2 separate regions of the Nothobranchius furzeri genome follow, and region 2 is linked to region 1. A link is a contact called in public Micro-C data. All regions are on one chromosome and are shown on one strand. The core of a region is the stretch at or near the end of the contact, and the rest is flanking DNA. Distances in the headings are between cores, read along the strand shown.

What was found. Hi-C and Micro-C count contacts between places; a contact is called where the count stands out from the background.
Region 2: a Micro-C map of tail fin shows a contact between it and region 1, with 6 times the contacts expected there. The contact joins the promoter of basp1 here to the enhancer-like site in region 1. A contact is called at or near these places in 2 of 2 Hi-C or Micro-C datasets (skeletal muscle and tail fin).

The regions. Positions count from the first base shown.
Region 1 is chr11:35,505,840-35,512,778 of NfurGRZ-RIMD1, reverse strand. myo10 (myosin X) reads left to right here. Exons shown (of 40, transcript XM_054747026.2): 9 at 334-437; 10 at 720-849; 11 at 943-1,061; 12 at 1,220-1,366; 13 at 1,937-2,037; 14 at 2,550-2,616; 15 at 2,727-2,819; 16 at 2,901-2,969; 17 at 3,075-3,157; 18 at 3,681-3,789; 19 at 4,470-4,550. Among protein-coding and RNA genes, the nearest start is that of marchf11, 23 kb to the right of the region's middle. Within about 2 kb of position 2,913, at least 1 of the 3 cell types and tissues checked has an H3K27ac peak or open chromatin away from gene starts, as enhancers often do. A contact at or near this core is called in tail fin, where this site is marked.
Region 2 is chr11:35,573,426-35,580,364 of NfurGRZ-RIMD1, reverse strand. basp1 (brain abundant, membrane attached signal protein 1) reads right to left here and starts at 3,748. Exons shown (of 2, transcript XM_015956535.3): 1 at 3,609-3,748. It overlaps myo10 (myosin X), which reads left to right and starts at 6,636. Exons shown (of 40, transcript XM_054747026.2): 1 at 6,636-6,754. The coding sequence starts at 6,737.

The sequences.
Region 1 (6,939 bases), core at 1,664-4,163:
TCAGCTCTGATGCGGCTAACTTCTAGTTCCTGAAACAGGAGCACCAGAGCTTTTTTTCTCGCAGAAATCACCTCACAAGACATTCGTATATCCCACTGCAGATGTGTTGGAAAACCGGTGAACTTGGTCTTTAAGGTTCAGCTGAGACAAAAACACGAAATCTGCAGAATCGTCTCGACTTTCTGTTTTTGTTCTCAGACTGTTGGAGATTATCTGGGGTATTAATCTTGTGTGTGTGTGTGTGTGTGTGTGTGTGTGTGTGTGTGTGTGTGTGTGTGTGTGTGTGTGCGTGCGTGCGTGCGTGTGTGTGTGTGTGTGTGTGTGTGTTTGCAGAGTCGTTCGGGTTGACCCAGCCTGAGAACTACCACTACCTGAGACAGTCCAGCTGCCTCGGCGACAGGACGATCAATGATGAGGGAACTTTCCAGGATGTTCTGGTGTGATTGCTGTTTTCATACGGAAGCCCGGTTGGGCCTGAACTAATAATTCTTCTAACGTCAACATAAATATGTTTAAGGATTGGAGTTTAATTAAAAACTTAAGTGATCTCTCTGAAGAAACTGAAGCCTGTTTGAGATCGGCCTAAACCTCTGAGGGCCAATCATCTCCTCAGGATGGATCTTCTGGTTCTGACCCAAACTCTCTGGATCTGAACCAGAACCCAGAATCTGGTCAGTTTAACCTGAGCTTCTCTTCCATCTCATCGTCGCTCCTTCCAGAACGCCATGCGGACTATGCAGTTCTCCGAGGAAAACATCAGTGAGGTCCTTCGCCTCCTGGCCGGGATTCTTCATGCGGGCAACATCGAGTTCATGACGGCGGGGGGGGCGCAGGTCTCGCACAAATCAGGTAAGAGTCCTCCTATCCCTAATCCTAATCCTGACTGTAGGTTACGGGTCTTCAGGACAGATTATTGATCAGAAGGACGGTTTTCCTCTGCAGCTCTCAGCTGGACGTCAGAACTTCTGGGTCTGAACTCGGAGCAGCTGGCAGAAGTTCTGACCCACCGGTCCATGATCCTCAGGGGGGAGGAGATCTCCACTCCACTCACTGTTGAACAGGTCAGCTGATGTTTAGGTGTTTGTCAGCCAATCAGCTCTCTCACAAGTTTCCAAATCCTGGAAAATGCTTTAATATGGGAAATATGACTGTGTAAGCAGAGATGACTAAATATTAAATAACAAACCTAAGGGTGTTGTGGTTGGGTGTGTTCATGGAGGCGGTGGATTCCCGGGACTCCATGTCCATGGCTCTTTACTCCCAGTGTTTCAACTGGATCATCCATCAGCTCAACAACCGAATCCGAGGAAAAGAGGACTTCAAATCCATCAGCATCCTGGACATCTTTGGTTTTGAGAACTTTGAGGTGAGTTTGAAGGGAAAATTACCCAAAATATGTTTTAAAATGATGAGTTAGATGAGATTTGAACAGTTTGCGCCCTAACACACCAGTGCATCCGGGGCCACACACGCTCTCACCTAAAGGAACTTTCCCATCACACCGCCTGTGACCTCCACTCAGCACACCCTGACGACCTGCACATTCCCAGATCCAACCTCTAGACCCAGGGAGGTCGCTGCCCCTCGACTGTGGACTCCCTCCCTGGCACCCTGAGGACTCCTTAGCCCACTGCCTGTTTTAAAGTCATCTTCAGACATTTTCTTTTTTAGCAAAGCTTTTAAACCCGAGCTGGCGCTCAGCTTAGGTTTTAACCTGTTACCTTTGTATCCCTCAACTGTATCCTAGGGTTTTTGCTTGCCTGCAGCCCTTTAAGGTCTTTTGAAATAAAGGGCATTATAAATTAAATTCATTATTATTACTATAATTATTATAAACCCAAACTTTGTGTTTTAGTCGTGAATCAGACAAATCACCAAAAAGCAGCCGTTTTGTCAGCTGTTACCGGACTAATGCGATGGACTTTGTTCCCTGCAGGTTAATCGCTTCGAGCAGTTCAACATCAACTATGCAAACGAGAAGCTGCAGGAATATTTTAACAAGCACATTTTCTCTCTGGAGCAACTTGAATACAACAAGTAGGTGGAAGCTTTTTAATCTGGAGCTGTGAAATAATCCCTCGTAGAAACTCGTACAGCTCGGTGTGGACATCGCGCACGGCTCGGAGTTCACTCTGGAACGTATTCCCCTAGAACCGGTTAGCGGCTAAAGCTAAGGCTAGCACATGAGTCATGAATGAAAACAGGCATTTCTACGCCTCTCCTGCAACCTTACCCAGAATGCATCAGAAAACATCCTGCTGACCCACCAAAGTCCGGCTGCTTCCTGTCTGAAGGCTGAAAACATCAAAACTGTGGTGGAAAAAGAACAAAAACACACAAACATCCACTCCATCGTGGGGGGTGGGGGGGATCAGCTCTCTGATTGGCTGAGACTCTGAAGCTGCATCATCATCAACGTTTCTAATGCATCCATAAGAAGAAGAGCTGATAAACTCATTTAGAGTTAAAATCCTGTCTCCGGCTTCAGGAATGCGCTCTGTGTTCTTTTCTTCTTCTGCTGTTCTTACGAGTGTTTGTGCTTCCTGCAGAGAGGGTCTGGTGTGGGAGGACATCGACTGGATGGATAACGGAGAGTGTCTGGATCTGATTGAGAAGGTTTTTAATCTGAAAACAGCTGCTTTTACTTTCTTTCACATGTGAAAGTGAAAGATTCGGAGTTTTAAATTGGTAAATAACTCCTAATGGTGATAAACCGGTTTGTACAGAAACTGGGTCTCCTGGCGCTGGTGAACGAGGAGAGTCACTTTCCCAAAGCAACAGATGGAACGTTACTGGAGAAGCTTCACAGTCAGCACTCGGTAGGTTTCCTCTGGGTTGGGGGCGGGGTTATGGAAGTGTTTGATGGTTTAGGACCAACCCACCTTTCTTATTCTGCACAGAAAAACCCGTTCTACGTGAAGCCTCGTGTGGCGGTGCACTACTTTGGTGTCAGACATTATGCAGGAGAGGTAAGGCGTCACATCAGGGTTGTTGTTTTTTCCTGTAGTTGGGTGTTTTTTCATTTGCTTCTCTACTCCTTTGACCCTCTGCCACCCCCTGGTGGCCGGTTCCAGGTAGTGTATGATGTAAGGGGCATCCTGGAGAAGAACAGGGACACGTTCAGAGACGACATCCTCAACATGCTGCGGGAGAGCAGGTGAGTTCTGCTGCTGGAACAACAGAACATCTGCAGACGTCTCTAATGATTTTATTTCTTCTAATAATAAATGACTCTGCCCCCAGCTGTAGAGGATGCTGTACGGTTTCCCAGATCATAATCTAAACTTCACAGTTAAATAATTTACTAGAAAATTCCAATAAACATGAAGATGTTTGAAAAACGAAAAGTAAAAAAAAAACATCACTTTTCCATTATTACTGTAATTATTTAGTAATAATATTAAAAACCCAAAGTGCCTTTTTTTTCTTCTTCTTCATTTAAAACTCGTTTTTTTCTCCTTTGTTTCGGCATCACTTCTTCTAAACATTTGTTCCAATTTACAGAAAATTAGTTTCCAACCCTGTGGAAATGAGACTTTTTATTTTATTTTATTGGAAATCATGTAAATGTAGAACCTCCTGATCTCCCAGGTGACCTAATCCAGTCATGATTCCAGATGTTTATTATTACCAGATGAGTCAGCCATGTTTAAGGTGAACCGGTCACATCTGCCCTTTAGGTTGGACTTCGTCTACGATCTGTTTGAGCACGTGGTGAGTCGGAACAAGCAGGACACGCTGAAGAGCAGCTTCAAACACCGACGACCAACAGTCAGCTCCCAGTTCAAGGCAAGTTCCTGAGTCAGCTCGCCCACCTACAGACCTGATCTCAGGTCAGCTGGACGCAGTTCTGTAGGGCTGATGACCTTCAGCTGTAAAGAAGAGTCATTTAATATGAAACCAGTTCTAGTTGGAACTAAAGTCTGTATGGTAATTAGCACTAAAAGAGGCCCAATAAAGGTTTATTTACTATAAAATCGTTAAAAGTCTTGATCTTGGATTAAAGTGAACAAAATAAAAGCACATTCCTAGAAAAGATTAAACACTGGGTGGTGCTGTTATAGCAGCCAGAGTTTACTTATGTAAGGATATTCAGATTTTGTAATTAGGAGTAATTTATGTGGGACTTTTATTTTGTAGAACCACATGTATTTATCTATTAAGGGCTTTAATTTTGAAACACATTCACATCAGCCTTTTTTGGATTATTTTGTAAAATAGATTTTTAAATGTATTTATTAGTTTCCTATTGGCTGAAACTTTTGTTTTTATTCTGTCTGTCTGCCTGTCTGTCCGTCATCATTTTGTTTCGGTACTTTTCCATTCTGGGTTTTCTTAGAAATGGAGGTTTCTGGTCTCGATTGTTCTGCAGGATGAATCAAACTAACTGAGGTTACAGATCAGGAGGGAGATTCAGCGTTGGATGATTTTACTGTAAAACTGGTTTTAATGGTTTTAATGGTTTCCAGGACTCACTCCACTCTCTGATGGCGACACTCAGCACCTCTAACCCGTACTTCATACGATGCATCAAACCAAACACACACAAGGTGAGCCTCTGAGTGAGACCGTCTATGTGCGCCCGTGTGTGTGTGTGTGTGTGTGTGTGTGTGTGTGTGTGTGAGATAAGTTGTGAGGATTTATTAAAATTGTAAGAAAATAATCATAATATTAAAGAGCAAATTGCAGGTTATATTTTTTCTAATTCATATAAAATTCTGTCCAAAAACAGTATTAGAAAAGCTTATTGTGGATACTTGGTTATAAAACACATAACAGCAGTTTTCTAGTAAAAAGTTCCTTTCTCTTGTTTCTAAAGCTGAACCTCTGACGTAACCAAAGGGAGTTAGAAGCTAGGCGCTGCCTCAGCTCAGTGTGGACAGTGGCTAGCTTTAGGGCAGAGAGGTCATGTGATCCAGTCCGTGTGTGTTTACTAGTGTTGGATTGTGTTCTTGTTGATAAACTATAGTTTATGAAGGCTGTACCAACTCCAGCCTGTCTGGACATCGAGTCCACGGGTTTCTAGACAAGAGAAACAACGCCTCTAGTAGCTCACATCGGTCGCTACCGGGTCAGGGAGGTCCGCGCTCGAGCTCAGATCACCGTCAGAACCGACAACCAGAAGAGACGAGCGGCTCAGCGGGCTGTCGAGCTGGTTTCTGGGTCGGAATCTGATCAGAACCGCCGCAGACCTCCAGGAAAGGATCGTGTGCAGCTTTTAAAAATACCAGCTGAACTGGCTCGCTGGTGTCTGGGTCGGATCTAGCTCACAGAAGCCCGCATGAGCTCCAGAACCGGATGACAGACGTCTCTCTCCCTCTCTCTAAGCTAAACTATGTTAGGTGAACGGATATTAACGAGTATGAGACAGCTGACAGACGCTCATTAGTATTAATATTATATTAACTTACAATACTATTTTAACTGTCTGGTACACAATAGTAATCTGTACTATATTGTGATGTTAGCACACGAGTTTAAGCTAACATGGTTAACTCAAGCCCCCCCCCCCCCCCCCCGCTGCGCACAATCTCTCAGCTTTGGCCAATGGTTTCTCCCTCTGGTTTGTCTCTGCTCTCTAGGGCGTGCAGTAAACTCGTAACTTTAAGGTTCTGGTCCATCAGAAATAGAATTATAAACATTTAAAGTTTCCTCTGTGTCAGAGCCACTAGTGATGTGTCGGTTGCGAACGAACCGGCTCTAAGAGCCGGCTCTATGAAGTGAACGACGGGAGCCGGCTTGTCATTGGGGGCCGTCACCCCCTCTCCTCTTGTTATGGTGAAAGCCACAGGCGATTGGTCAACATGTGTAACTGCGTGTCCAGACTGTCCACAGTAGGGGCAAGGAAGAGGGAGGATCAGACTCAGGCAGAAGCACAGCAGAGCTGGTTAGAGTGGCTGACTGGTTTATCTACAGAACAGCTTCCAGACCAGTTAACAGTGAGTTAGTGTTAACTAGTAACTTATTATATTACATACTAATGACTAATATTGTAAAGTAATAACGAATTATAGTATTAATTAGATAAATTGCATTTCTTGCAGAAACGTTGTTTGAATGCTGGATAGCTTAAACTGTTAGCTGAATCAGCTTAATAGCTGAACTGAAGTTGAAAGTAAGCAAAACTGTCTAAATGAGCTGAATGTGTTGAAAGATGTAGAAGCAAAAATCACTAACAAGCAAATAAAGCACAAAACGTAAGAGAAGAATGGAGAAAAATAATCCTAAATAGCAAAAAACTGAAATCTGCAAACATTGTATAAAAATCTAGTTTAGTTTTAGAACTAGTTTAACAGTTTAATTTTTACATTTAGCTGAACTGTGAAATTAGCATCATATGCTGAATTCAGAAACTGATTGCTGAAGCTGCTGAATAGCTGAAGTGAAGCTGAAACCAAGCTAAACTGTCAAAATGAGCTGAATGTATGTAAAGATTTAGAAACAAAAAACACCAACAAGTGAAATAAAGCTCAGAATATAGGTGGAGAATGAAAAAAAATGCTAAACAGCTGAAAACTTTAATCTTTGAACATTGATTAAAAACTCGAAATTTGAAATGTTAAACAGCTGGCATTTGAGTGAGAATACTTTAATAGGTACATTTTTACAAATGGCTGAACTGTGAATTTAGAAACATTTGCTGTAATCTGAAACTGATAGATTAACATATGTTCAGACTTGATATGAATTGTCTAGAAGCTATGACGAGAACATTTTAGCTGTCTGAAGCCGATGGGAGGAGAAAATCTCTGTTCCTTTAACATGGGTTTCAATGAGACAGAATCAGGGTCTCTCTTCCTTCTGAGGCTTGTAGAGAAAGAACCGTAACACTTACAGATAAAATAAAACTCATTCTGAAAAGCTGACAAAACTTCCTACTTCTTTAGATATAATTTGTTTCGGTACTCCAAACGGTCTGGGTGTTGGAAAGAGTTGTTT
Region 2 (6,939 bases), core at 2,499-4,998, 67 kb before region 1:
GAGATCACGGAATTCATTCCAACCCCACCAGGGTCCGTATCAGATAATGTTGTCGCTTTAGGTCTGAGCTGTAATTTCCTGGAAGACGACACACAATCTGACAGATGGCGCTCGCGGTGAAAGAGCTGCCGAGGACAAGGACATGTGGCATCGCCATCAAAACTCCAGTGGCGCCGGGAGACCGCTCATTCTGTCGCATTTTTGCTGCAGAAACACGACTGCAGGTCAAAGACAAGTTTATGAGGTGGAAACAGGTTCAGCTGGTGCTGAAGCAGAACTCCCACTGCTGCAGACTGGATTTTCAGGGCTCCAGACCCAAAAACCAGGAATATTTATGGACTTGGGACGTTTTATGGACACTAAAAAAACAAAAGCTGTCAAAATAATCAGAATAATGAAAGAAAATCCTGATTTATGATCTGTGAGGTCATCAGAACCAAACAGAGACTAAGTCGTCGTTCATCACTGCTGGACCTGTCGTTAGAAACCATCTGACCCAAACAGCTCTAATGTAAACATCTAGAAACCTTTAATACCCAGTCACGCTTCCTCCAACAGGAAATTGAAACCTTTAACTTCCTCTTCCCAGACAGGCCAGCAGCGCGAGCGCTGGTGAAGCAGGGTTGGGGGGGGGGGGGGGGGGGGGGGGGTCAGCGGGACATCGTCCTGGTTTCTCCTCAGAGATTCAAGCACGACTTCACACAGCAACGTGTGGGAAGTTTCCCAGAATTCCACCTCCATCCGGACAGATCTCGAGCCGTTTCTTGCAACAGCTCCTGAGAGAAAAGATGTCACTCATGTCTTTGTTACGGTGGCGCCAGCATCCAGGTAGAGCAGAGTCTAAACAAGTGACAGCAGCAACAATTGCACATGTGATCTCATCGCTCCCTAAAACTAAACACTGTAGAAAATAACCGCTGAGCTGCAGAGGAACAGTTTCAGCTCAGAGGTGTGAAGACGAGCTGCTCAGGTGAGTGGGCTGATTACTCCTCCATGCTCAAACGCTGTAGAGAGTTTCCAGCTGGATGCTTCGCCTCGACTTCATTAATGGTGGAGGAGTTTGCATTTTCATGTCATTAGTGGGATAATTATGTTATAAAATGATGTGATGTTACATAAATCCACTTAATTTAATTTATTTAGAGGAACATCGCGAATCTTCGTCTGCAAACGGGAATGTCTGAACCTCCTTAGTCGTCATGGAGATGACGGTTTTGTCTGAAAGACATGAAACGTGAGTTAAGCTGTAAAAATAAGATTTGTTTCCAGAGTTGGTTCATACGCCGGCCTGTTGCACTGTGGGTCTTCATCAGCACGGACGCAGAAGAGCTGCTCTGTGTGGTTTCATGTTTCAGGACCACAGAAAGTTTTTTATTTTGTTGTTTCTACAGAAGAAACTTTTGGGTTCTTCTCTGTAGAACGTTCAGGAACGTTAAGCTGCCTGAAAACGAGGCAATGAGGATACCAGATCGAAGCTCCATTTGGCTCATGGTCATTTTTGGGCTTAGCCATGGCAGCCATGTTGATTTAGACTCCAGTTAACCCCCAGGGTTCAGGCGAACAGCTGGTTTCAAATGGTTCAGATCCAGCACCGATACAATTATTCATCTTTCGTCTGTTTGGAGTTATGACTGTAAGCTAGAAGGACGTGACGCGTCGCTGATGAGTTGTTTATACCAAACACAGGTGATGATGTCATCAACACCTCCACCTGCTGCTGTCTCTAAGAACTTCCTCTTGACGGTTCTGCCTCTGTTAAACGTTTTATTCTTTTGGTTTGTTGGATCAAAACCAAAGAAAACAACAGAAATGACAAAGAACTACAGGATCCAGATGAGACACCATGACCACACACGCGTTTGACCCTCTCGACTCGCCGTCCACCACAGCGAGGCATCGCCATGAGTCATCGCCATAGCAACTCATCAAGCTGCTGTTTGTCTGCCTCCAACGAGGTGAATGAACTGAAAGATGAATTTAAAACAGCCAATCAGCAGCCAGAGGGAGGAGACCAATCAGAACAAGCATAGAGGGAAACCACAGAATCAGGTTGAAGGTATCTGATGTTTGGCAGAATAAATACTCTAGTGATGCACTGATATGAAATTTTTGGGCCGATACTGATATTCGATATTAAGATCACTGTTATGGCCGATAACCGATATTTGCCGATACAGATATGCTGACATTAATGCTTCCAAAATCAGCAGATTTTGTATAGAATGAAAATTATTAAAGCTGAATTTACATTATTATGCACGCACACACACACACAAACACACACACACACACACACACACACACACACACACACACACACACACATTTATGGTTTTGAGATGATTTCAATGATTTTATTCACTGTCACATGACTAAACAAATGCACATCCCCACATTAAAAGTTCAACTAATCTTTGAAAATGAGACAAATGCAAATAAAATCAAATAAAAACGCAAAAAGGTCTGATCATCTGGAGACACCAGAGACTTTTCTTTCTTTGTTTTACACAACATGTTTTTAATTATGAGAAATCAGGATAAATAAAATTTAACATGAGCTATAAAAATGTCAGAGTGATCCTGATTACACCCACCCACACACAATCATCACCATCGCCCTCGTGAGAGAGGGAGAACACACGGAATCTTCTAACGCACGCGCACACGCACGACCCTGCTGCCTAAAAAAATCTAATTTTTGTTAAAAATATAAATTTCATCAAAAATAATCGATCAGCAGCAAAAAGCAGCAGAGACTACCTCATCCCCTCCTCTCCATCTTATTGATAGGCAAGGTGGCATCTCGCGTCCACACCCTACACCCAGTGCGCATGCGTGCCACGGCAAACAAAGAAGCGGGCAAATAACGGTCTGAAGATGGAGAGTTGACCTGCTGCAGGAAACGAGCAGATCCAGACTGATGCTGCAGCAGAAAGATCAAATCAACGAAGATGAACAGCCGGGGTGTGTGTGTGTGTATGTGTGTGTGTGTGTGTGTGTGGGGGGGGGGGGGGGGGGGGATCAGGTGCATCCTCATCCCACGCACGCCCCCCCACCCCCCACCCCCACCCCACCCCTCCTCCTCCTCCTCCTCAGTGCAATAAAAGGAATGTGGTATTAATAATTCATCTGCATCGTGACATAATGTGGTCCAGGACCGGATGGGAAACGGTGTGAGACAAACTGTTTAGACACGCGCGCGCCCACGCACGCACCCTTTTAGCAGCCTCCAGAGGTAATAAATGATAAAGTTGTTTCTGATAGAAACAAGCGCCAGGCTGGTCGGTACACATCAAAGACAGAACGGGTCCAAACGGATCTAAAGTCCGAACCAGAATCTGAGCGCGTGCAGGCCATGCTGTACACACACCCCTTTTTGAGCTCGTGCACATTCCTGTGAATGATTCCAGAAGCAAACTCCCTTTTTAAACATCGGATCCCATCTAAAGGCTTTTCTCTCACATTTACTTTGGATTTTAGAAAATCTCTGCCAGACTCCAGGCGCGCGGCCGCGTCTCCAAAAGGAGAAGAAGACAATGAAAAGGATGTGAGCAGAAAGCCAGAACCCCCCAGAGGACCAGGCTGGACCGGGACCGGACGGGTCTTACCGTGGACTGAGAAGTTCCGACCTCCGTCTGCTCCCCTTGCAGTTTCAGGTAGCGGCTGCGGTGTCTGTCTGCGGCTTCCCCTGCGCGCTCGGCGGCTTGTGCCTGCTCTACGGTGCGGCTTCAGCTACTCCGCCTGCGCGCACACGCACTCACTGCTGCGTGCACGCGCGTGCTTTGTGTGGAAGCTCCAATCTGAAAACGTCCAGAGTAGAGGAGTTCGGATCAGATATGTTAAAGGAGGATTCGTGAAGAAAGTCTTTAGTATGGGTTTATTTCATCCGGAGAGAGGGCTTTTATCTCTGAAGGGGTCAAACCGGAAGTGACTCTTTTTGTTCCTTTGTGTTTTTATCCCGCAGAACAAATTTTTTCTTAATGTTCCTTCAGATCTCTAACAGCCTTCAGAAATTCTCCTTTCCGGGTTGTTGCGTCTGCGCGCCCCCTGCTGTTCACACATGCGCGCGCACGGTTCCGTGAACCTGATTCCAGATAAATGAGAGAAGAAATGATCCACTGATTATTGAACATAAACAGACAAAAGCCAGCCTAGAGTGACTATCCCGGGGTCTCCTCGGGAGAAGCCTGAACCACACCAGGTGGCTCCTGAAAGGATTATTTTGTTTTTTGGGGCAAAAGGGTATTTAGTGCAAGTTCTCCCACTTAAAAGGATGAGAGGCCTGAGATTGTCATATGCTTCAGCTGTGAGGGACTAAACAAGAAAAGAAATGCAGAAAGTCACATTGTCTGATTTTTAAATCATTTATTTACAGATGATGGTGGAAAATGAGTATTTGGTCAATAACAAAAGTCCATCTCAGTACTTGTTACATACCCTTTGTCAACAATGACAAACATTTTCTGTAAGTCTTTTTCACACACTGTTGCTGGTATTTTGGCCCATTCCTTCATGCAGATCTCCTCTAGAGCAGTGATGCTCTCCGGCTGTCGTTGGGCAACACAGACTTTCAACTCCCTCCATATTTTCAATGAGGCTGAGATCTGGGGACTGGCTAGGCCACTCCAGGACCTTGAAATGCTGGAAGCCACTCCTTCGTTACCCAGGAAGTGTGTGTGGGATCATTGCAGTGCTGAAAGACCCTGATGGAAGGAGGTTTTCACTCAGAATCTGACGATACCAGGCCCCATTTATTCTTTCCTTTACACGGATCAGTTGACCTAGTTCCTTTGCATAAAATAAGCCCCAAATCATGAAGTTTCCACCCCCATGCTTTACAGTGTACTTTGGATGCATCTCTGCATTCTTTCTGCTCCAAACATAACGAGTAGTTTTTAACAGTTATGTTTTGGTTTCTTCTGAGAAGAAGAAGAAAATATATTTTCTATGGCACCTCTCAAGATAAAAATCACGAGGCGCTTCACAAAAACAAAAAATGTAAAAATAAAAAAAATGTAGAAAATGGTTAAAATTTAAAAAATGAGCAAAAAATAAACAATTGTGATTAAAAATGTAAAGAAAGAGAGAGAGTGAATAGGAAAGAGGGAAATCAGTGGATCCTGAGGAAGGTGGAATAGGTGGGGAGAGCAGAATAAAGAGAGAGTGGTGAAGAAGGTCATACAAAATCCAGCTTGAACAAGTGAGTCTTCAGCTGCTTTTTAAAGGAGTCCACTGATCTCAGGCTCAGGGGGAGAGAGTTCCAGAGTCTGGGGGCCACAGCAGCAAATGATCTGTCACCTTTGGTCTTTAGCCTGGTGCGCTGCACAACCAGTAGGCTTTGATCACTGGACCTCAGGGACCTGCTGGGTGTGTAGGGACTAAGAAGATCACCAATGTATGATGGTGCTTGTCCATGTAAGGCCCTATAGACCAGAACCAGGATCTTGAAATGAACCCTGAAGTTGACTGGCAGCCGATGAAGCTGGAGGAGAAGCGGGGTGATGTGGGTGTGTTTGGAGGACTTGGTCAGAAGCTGAGCACAGGCGTTCTGACCATATGGCATTCTCCCAATGCTCTTCTGGATCATTCAAATGTTCTCTAGCAAACTTCAGACGAGCGTACTGGCTTAAGCAGGGGGACACGTTCATGGTGGCGTGTTATTGATGGTAGCTTTTGTAACTTTGGTCCCAGCTCTCTGCAGGTAATTCACTAATCCCCCCCCCCCCCTCCCCGTGTAGTTCTGCTCACCGTACTTGTGATCATTTCACCCCACAGGGTGAGATCTTGCATGGAGCCCCTGGTGGAGGGAGATTATCAGTGGTCTTGTACGATGGACATTACACGCCTCTCTCATCCTTTCAAGTGGGAGAGCTTGCACATAGTTGGAGGCTAACTAAATACTTTTGCCCACTGTACTACATGGCTCAAGAAAATGAATTATGGAAAGAAATCAAAAATTTGCATTGTTTCCTTTTAATGTGGAAGAGCACAGCAGCGTCTCTCGGGTGTCAGTGAGCCCAGATCAGGAAACTCATTTCAGTCACCTTTAACCCTGGGGGGGGGGGGGGGGGGGGGGGGTCAACAAGAGAATAAAACAAGAACAAGAAAACATCAGATGTCCAGATGAACTCAAAATGCTTTCAGAATAAAGTCAAAACATCTAAAATATGACCCTGATCTCTTGAATCAAACGCCCAAACCCTCCAGACTCACCTCAGTTTGTTAAATCCAACAGAACAACTACACTCCAGTGATCAAACTGAGAATGTATTCACTTTGATTAAAATTAAAAACAACAGCGACAAATGTCAGATCAGTAAAAACACATTTATTTAATTCCTCTGTGACTCGTTTGTTCTCTAACGCTGCTCTGTCTCTTCTGTATTACCGGTGTTGAGCACTAGGTGGCAGCGTCTGCCCACGAGACTCCAGTAAATGGTCAGCCTCTGCAGCTCAGTGTGTGTGTGTGTGTGTGTGTGTGTGTGTGTGTGTGTGTGTGTGTGTGTGTGTGTGTGTGTGTGTGTGTGTGTGTATCTCTGAGGTTTTAGCCAACTTCGGAACAGCTGAAAACTCATTCCAACAGCTGACTGAAACAGAATCAAACATGTTATCGAACAAGGAACCTGATGGAGGGGATGGAGATCAGATGGAGCAGACGTGACCTACAGGAACCAGAAGGATCCTTCTGAGGCGTCTAAAGCAGCTTTGGTGTTTTTGGTTCCAGAGAAGAGGAGCAATGAAGAACCGACTGCGGGTAAATGAAACAGCTGAATGTTGCTGCTTCATCAAAAAAGTTAAACTAATTTAGGTTTTAACTCGTCTGTCATCAGGCTGAACTCTGCTTCCCTTTAGGAGAAATAATTTAGGCCTTTCTGATGGTGTTGATGCAGTAGAACAGCATTCTGGGAGTTTAAGCTAATATGTTCAAGTTTGGACTTT